Regions from separate parts of the Zea mays genome. Here region 1 is linked to region 2. A link is a contact called in public Hi-C data. All regions are on one chromosome and are shown on one strand. The core of a region is the stretch at or near the end of the contact, and the rest is flanking DNA. Distances in the headings are between cores, read along the strand shown. Region 1 holds the start of LOC100281239 (dehydration-responsive element-binding protein 1D). Region 2 overlaps LOC103646054 (protein CTR9 homolog).

Region 1 (3,352 bases), core at 566-3,065, 66 kb before region 2:
AAACACTACAGGGCTGCATTGCCAGAGCCTGGCCAAAGCTTAGCCTAGATGCCAGATGCAATGCATGCTATGTAAAGAAGGGAACATTAGTAATATTTACATTTTTAGATAAATTTATTAGAAAAAAATTGATCTAAATATATGTCTGGTAATCTTAATTCTATATTGTAAATACTAATATTACACATACGTATGATTAAACTAAAACTAGCTTAAGAACGTGAATTGTTTAAAAATAGAGAGTACAGAAGAAGTTGGTGGCAGTAGTACCAACCTCCAAAGTGCAAACAGAACAGGCAACAGCTAGTGGTGGGCAGGCCCCCTGAAGAGGCAACACGTGTCTATGGCTCCCCGCGCGCAGCTGATCGGCAGACGAGCTGAGGGCACTAGCGACGAGACGACAAAAGCCACTCCCATCTTTTTAACGCTGCCCGGGCGCGGGCGGGGTCGCGCACCCGCATGGGAGTCCGCACACATCCGCAGCCGAGATGAGGTGTGGTCCGCATCTGGCCTGGCCCGTACCGTACTCGACGCTGCACTGCGCCACTGACCGCGCACGCGCTGCCTGCTAAAAATGCTTGCCCGACGACAACGAGACGAGCAGGCGGACACGGCCAAAGCGCGGCTTGGCCGTTGGCGAGGGGCCTACGCCCTACGCGCCTGGCGGATCAACAGGCCGCAGCGGTACGGGTGAGCCCTCTGGCGGCGAGCGAAGGGCGGTGTGGGCCGCGCGCGGTCGAAACGAACCGAAATCATGGCGTCACGGACGTGTGGGGTTCGTCCGTGCCCCTCGCCGTGCATTTGTCCCTGATGCACACAGGGAATCTGGCCGTCTGGGGCCACTGGGCTATGGTCCTCTAACCTGGGTTGGGTTGGATTATTTTTCCGACAACATCAACGAGGCCCGGCGCAAGTTCCCTATCATCGGAGATGCATAATTGAACCGACTCAGACAGATCAAATGCCAGATGGTACTGTAGATCGGCCGCCGGGCGTTTGAATTAGTTGTGTAGATAGATTTGCTCCTGTAAAGCTTGGACGCAATATCTCTGTCCAAGATAACTGTAACAGCTGAGGACGAATCTAATCTACGGGTAGCAAGGATAACTGTAGAGGCGACAATCTCTCGCACTTTCTACGGGCCCCAGTGGACGGCGGACCCATCCGGATTCCCGAGCGAGCACTGAGATGCAGATGCATCTCGCCTCGTGGACCTATTCAAAAACCGGCGCTGTCGTCATCAGCTGAAAACCGCAAGCCCGAGAAGACCCCCCACACGCCCAGAGGAGCATGTACCCATAATACGGCTCCGACACAGATCACGCGCTCTGCGAGTCCAACTCACTCGGGTCCACGTCAGCCCGTCTCCGCTTTAAAGGCCAGCTCAATCTCCATCCTTCGCGCCCGCACCGCAGCCCGGCGGCGCTGGAGTATCAGCAAAGACAACAAAGCCCAGCCCACCACCGTGCGTGCTCTGCTGGGTGACCGAGTCCGCCCGCCGTAGCCCCCCCATGCCTGCGCGTTGCGCGCGTCCCTGTCCGCTTCCGCTCGGCCTCCAGCTGGTCCGACAGACAGGCCCAGCGCCCCACCCAACCAGAACCAGAACCCGCGCGAGCCCAACCCGCCACCATCCCGCCTCGCGCATCGGACGACATCGCCCTTTCGCCTGGCTGGCGCCCCTTGTGTCACGCCGCGTTGCTGCAGTGCACGCGCCCGCGTCCGTACGTCCCTGTCCCCGACTAACCCGTCCAGCTATCCGATCCTTCCGAGCCATATAAATATAAACCGTCGCCCGCCGCTTCCCTCCCAAATTCGAACCTGCTGCAGGCCACACCCACCCACGCACACACACACAATCCAAAACGCTCCTCCTTCTCCAGTCGACTGATCGATCGATGGACTGGGCGTACTACGGCAGTGGCTACTCGACGCCGGCGAGCGGCGGCGGCGGCGGGGACGAGGACGCCTACATGACGGTGTCGTCGGCGCCGCCGAAGCGGCGCGCGGGGCGGACCAAGTTCAAGGAGACGAGGCACCCGGTGTACAAGGGCGTGCGCAGCAGGAACCCCGGGCGGTGGGTCTGCGAGGTGCGGGAGCCGCACGGCCGGCAGCGGATCTGGCTCGGCACCTTCGAGACCGCCGAGATGGCGGCGCGCGCGCACGACGTGGCCGCGCTGGCGCTGCGCGGCCGCGCCGCCTGCCTCAACTTCGCCGACTCGCCGCGCAGGCTGCGCGTGCCCGCGCAGGGCGCCGGCCACGACGAGATACGCCGCGCCGCGGTGGAGGCGGCCGAGCTGTTCCGCCCGCAGCCCGGGGAGCGCAATGTGGGAGGTTCCGAGGCGGCGGCCGAGGCGGCGGCGGCGGCGCCCTGCGCGATGGGGAGCGGCGACCTCGGCGGCGGCGAATTCCCTTACTACCCGGTGGACGACGGGCTGGAGTTCGAGATGCGTGGGTACCTTGACATGGCGCAGGGGATGCTCATCGACCCGCCGCAGCCGGCCGCTGGGCAGTCGGCGTGGATCGAGGACGAGTACGAATGCGAGGTCAGTCTTTGGAGCTACTGATCGAGCGCGTCTGGTACCAACAAGGACCCTGTGTACATACAGCTTATGGTGTGCTGATGATGTCTGTACTGTTTCCCTGCTCTTCTGACGAATCGCAATCGCAATGCAGTCAGAAGGAGCAGAGGAGTGTGCTTAGGTTTTGAGCGGCTGTCTCTGCACATTTGGCGCTAACACGGCCAAGGTAGCCTTGGCGCCAGATATGGCACTTGGTGCGGACGCCCTCTTATAAGTTACGTAAGATAAGAACCACATGGTGTAATAAACAGCAGAGCCTGCTGAGCGTTTGAACCTGCAGCGATGTCAATCAAGTTGCCGTGTGATGTTTAGTGGAATTTACCTGAACTGAAAACATATGTGCTCTATGGATGAATGTCCACTGCAGGAGCAAAATATATGGATTGGAAAAAAGGGAGGCAAAGACTTGTTTGTCCCTACCCTGTATGTTCCAACATTTTGAAAGTTCGTGCTGCTCAGGCTATTGTTTAGTAGTACTGACAGCAAAGGGTTTTGCTGCCGCATCTGTAGCCCCGGATGGTTGATCCTCAAGTTTGCTAGCAGGCCAGTCATGCTTCTACTGTCGGATTTATGCAAGGTCGTTTCTTCAGACGATCTTGTATGCGACGCTGTTTTAGCATTCCAATAACCTTTCCTATTGGCCTATACTTCAGTTTCAGAATTCAGAAAGAATGAGGCTAAGAAGCACTTCGGTTTTTCAGTCTCCACGTGACTGTGCCAAACTGGCAATTATCCACATGATAGATAGATAAATACATACAGAGCTAGTTTGA
Region 2 (3,448 bases), core at 775-3,274:
TCCAATATGTCTTGGTACAACACGGTCAATGAAGGGAGCGATTAGAAGAGAGTTCACAACGACTCACTGAACGAACAAAGATTATAGAATAACATAATTCCACCATACAGAGACCAAATAAGAGAAAGTTTGTGAGCTCAAGTTTCTAAAATAAATCAGATGAACTCAAACTTATAAAAAAGATACATCAAAATATGGATTGGTTGCTAAAGTTAGGCATCAATAAAAACTCGATGTGCTCCATACAAATTATGCTACTTCGTGGCAATTACTAACGTTTAAAACCAACAAATAACATTTCCTTTTTACTGTTAGTGTGACAAACCATTGTTGTTCCATCCAATTCAGCAACCTTAAGCACAATGGAGTCCATTGCGTCAATGTGGTCTCAGAAACGACCTAATGCTTGCAAGAGCCAAGAACACAAGGGACGAGCACCCCGTGGTAGTGCCCGTATGGATCTCCAAATCTTAACACATATTTTACAGGATCCATGAGCCATCATCAGAAGAACACAAACCATATGCAGATAATAAATAAACTATTAACACACTCAAATTATGTTTAGTCTTAATCATAAAAAAACTAACAACCAAAACAACAGAGGAACAACACAATAATTTTTGCAATGACAGAAGGATGGGTGATAGGTACATAGAAGCGGTAGAAACATATCGAGTCGACACTGTGGTAAGGAAAAGGCCATATAGACAGACGATGCCGAGCCATCGAACGGGTACCATAGGCTGCAAATCAGTGACACCATCCCTCGCCTCCCCACTTCCAAGGTTTCGTAGAGTAGGAAGTGAAGGAAAGAGACGGGCATACCTGTTCGTTGCCGAAGAAGGACACGACGAAGACATGGGCATCTGGAGGCGACATAGGTAGTATACCGCTAGATACATATAGGGAGAGAGCATGCAAGTGGAGAAAGAAGCCCAGCTAGAGCAGCTCCAAACCGAGAGGCACCCGCACCAGGCGTCAGTCCGAGAAGGCCGAGAGAATGTGGGTGCCTTCTCAGCCCTGGACCCACCGAGGCGACACAACACCACCACCAACTCCATAGCACCGAGTACTGCCCGCGCCAACGGTCGCAGCCGCGAGCCGGCCGATGCTCTTCGACGTGGGTACGAGGCAAGTCGGTCTTGCTCATGGCCTTAGGCCGGGAAGACGAACGGGACGTCTGACGACAACGAAAACTATGGCACATGCATACAGTGAAATGTCCACGTGGACGTGCAATAGCCACTGCGTGGGTCGGTGTCGGGGCTGGTGTTGGACGAATACGGGGAGGAGGCGCCTGCTCCCACGCCATCTGCCGAGAATGGGGTGGCGCGGAGGCGGAGGCATGAGGGAAGAGATAAAAGAAACAGAATAGCGAACGAGGTGGCGACAACTGAGGCGAGGACCATTATTATCGTGCGGAGCTATAGATGGCCAAATGGACCATGTCTGACGCACCGGCCCGAGGCACGACCCATTTAATAGTGTCTAGGCCTGTAGTGCTGGTCCGGCCTAACACAATTATGTTTTTTTATTTTACAAAAAATTATATATACATATGTACAATTTATATTCAATATTAAAAACACATGAGCATGATGTTCGACTAGTTAGATAGCTTCACCTAGTGTCTCCCGCCCTTCTTCCATCAGGGCGTGGGTTCGAACCCCACCTCTTGCACCTTTTTTTATATAACATTTTACGCCGATTTGCCGGCGTTTAGCCATCTATATGCGGAGGTGTGTGTTGATGAGATGAGCGTGCAACGGATTAATTTAAAATAGATGTGAGAGATTATTTGTAAAAAGATGACGCGGGACGACCGTTGAAACTGGTGCTTTAATATAGTATACATATAGATATGGCCTTTTCTTACATCTATATGGACCATTTCGTGGATGTGATTGCCTTTTTGTGCATCTATATGGGTCATTTCGTGGCTGACTTAAATAGGTCGTGCTCATGCCCGTGCATGGGCCGTAACCTCGACCCAAACCTAGCCTGATATATTGGCCCGTGCCGGCCCAACACTAAAATATTTTGGACCGTGTCGTCCCATACATGACCCATACTTTTTTTCCGTGCTTCGAACAAGCCCATCAGGTCAGGCCAAATATACACCTATAATTCAAACTTCACTCTATGAACAGTGCAAAACGATGTAAAACAGTGTTTTGGAGGATCATGTGGTTGAACTCATAAAAACAGTCTTAAAAGATAGATATAATGGAAACAGTCTTAAGGTAGATATAATGGATTACGATAGATACAAGTACATTCAAACAAGTCCTAAGCTCGTTCTTTTTGCTTAGTTTTATGTCCTCTTGCTGAGATAACTAGCCCGTTCAACATTTCTCTTAAGTTTGTTGTTTTGGCTTAGTTTTATGTCCTCTTGCTGAGATGACTAGCATGTTCAACATTTCTCTACATATATCGGCCAATGTGATATCATTAATTCATGATACGTCCATTGGGAAATCTAACTGCTGAAACTTGACGTGCAAAACTTTGCATCCCAACTAAAACACCTACAAGTCACCATCTAATAGGACTGGATTCCATGTTATATTGCAGAAACCAGCAGATTAAACAACTCCATAATCTAATGCGATAAACAAGATTGGCAACAAGGTATATACATAGTCCTTGACTATCAGCTATGTATAGTGAAGTTCTGAATCTCCCCAATTCAACACCATGCTAACCTAAAGCAAAGACCCATGCATGTTAATCTTCACTGCAAGAACATCATCTCGGTTTCTTTCATTCACTCAAACCATCAGCGCCCGGGCTAGGTTGTGCTGCTGGCTTCTTCACTGGCTCATCGTCTTCAGATTCTGACCAAGCTCGTCTCTTCCGTTCTATTGCAGATTGAGGATGACCCTGCAGCAGAAAGGAGTGTTTAAGGCAATTTGGCACTTGAATCGTCGAAAAGAGAAGTTGGCTGGTTGTTATAAGCATAAGAGGCAAGAGCTAAATCTGACAGGAATTTTGACTGCAAACCACTAGAAGTTGAAATTCAATTTTCCGAAGGTAAAAAAATGAACATATATGGTAAAATGTACATAGAAAATGTTGAATATAATTGTTTATGAAAAACAACACAGTCCTAACCATGTCATCTTCGGCATCAGAATCGTCAAGGCCAGCAGCCGCAAGAAGGTGATCTGGGGCTCTCTCTGAATTGTCAGCGCCATTATACCTCGCCAGGTCTGCATAGTCATCATCTGCTTCTGGTTCATCTTTGTACTCATCTTCCTCTTCCCCATACTGCATCTTTGTTTTTTGATCCTTCCTCCTAATTCCCTTCCTCCTCCGCTTTTTATTTCCCACCTCTTCATCTTCAGTCTTAGATCTATCTTTTCTCTTGCCAGGGGTGTTGCTGGATGTTTTCCATTGTTCCTGACAAAAAAACAGTACAAATCAGAACATACCATGTGCAATA

Evidence for each region. A called contact is a pair of places that touch in the nucleus more often than the background predicts.
Region 1: a Hi-C map of endosperm shows a contact between it and region 2, with 2.1 times the contacts expected there. The contact joins the promoter of LOC100281239 here to the enhancer-like site in region 2. A contact is called at or near these places in 6 of 25 Hi-C or Micro-C datasets (ear, endosperm, leaf and 1 more).

Annotation. Positions count from the first base shown.
Region 1 is chr2:17,166,012-17,169,363 of Zm-B73-REFERENCE-NAM-5.0, reverse strand. It overlaps LOC100281239 (dehydration-responsive element-binding protein 1D), which reads left to right and starts at 1,815. Exons shown (of 1, transcript NM_001154158.2): 1 at 1,815-3,015. The coding sequence starts at 1,896. The coding sequence ends at 2,564.
Region 2 is chr2:17,100,412-17,103,859 of Zm-B73-REFERENCE-NAM-5.0, reverse strand. LOC103646054 (protein CTR9 homolog) reads right to left here. Exons shown (of 24, transcript XM_008670782.3): 23 at 3,118-3,405; 24 at 2,435-2,886. The coding sequence ends at 2,767. Among protein-coding and RNA genes, the nearest start is that of LOC103646054, 23 kb to the right of the region's middle. Within about 2 kb of position 2,024, at least 4 of the 20 cell types and tissues checked have an H3K27ac peak or open chromatin away from gene starts, as enhancers often do. A contact at or near this core is called in endosperm, where this site is marked.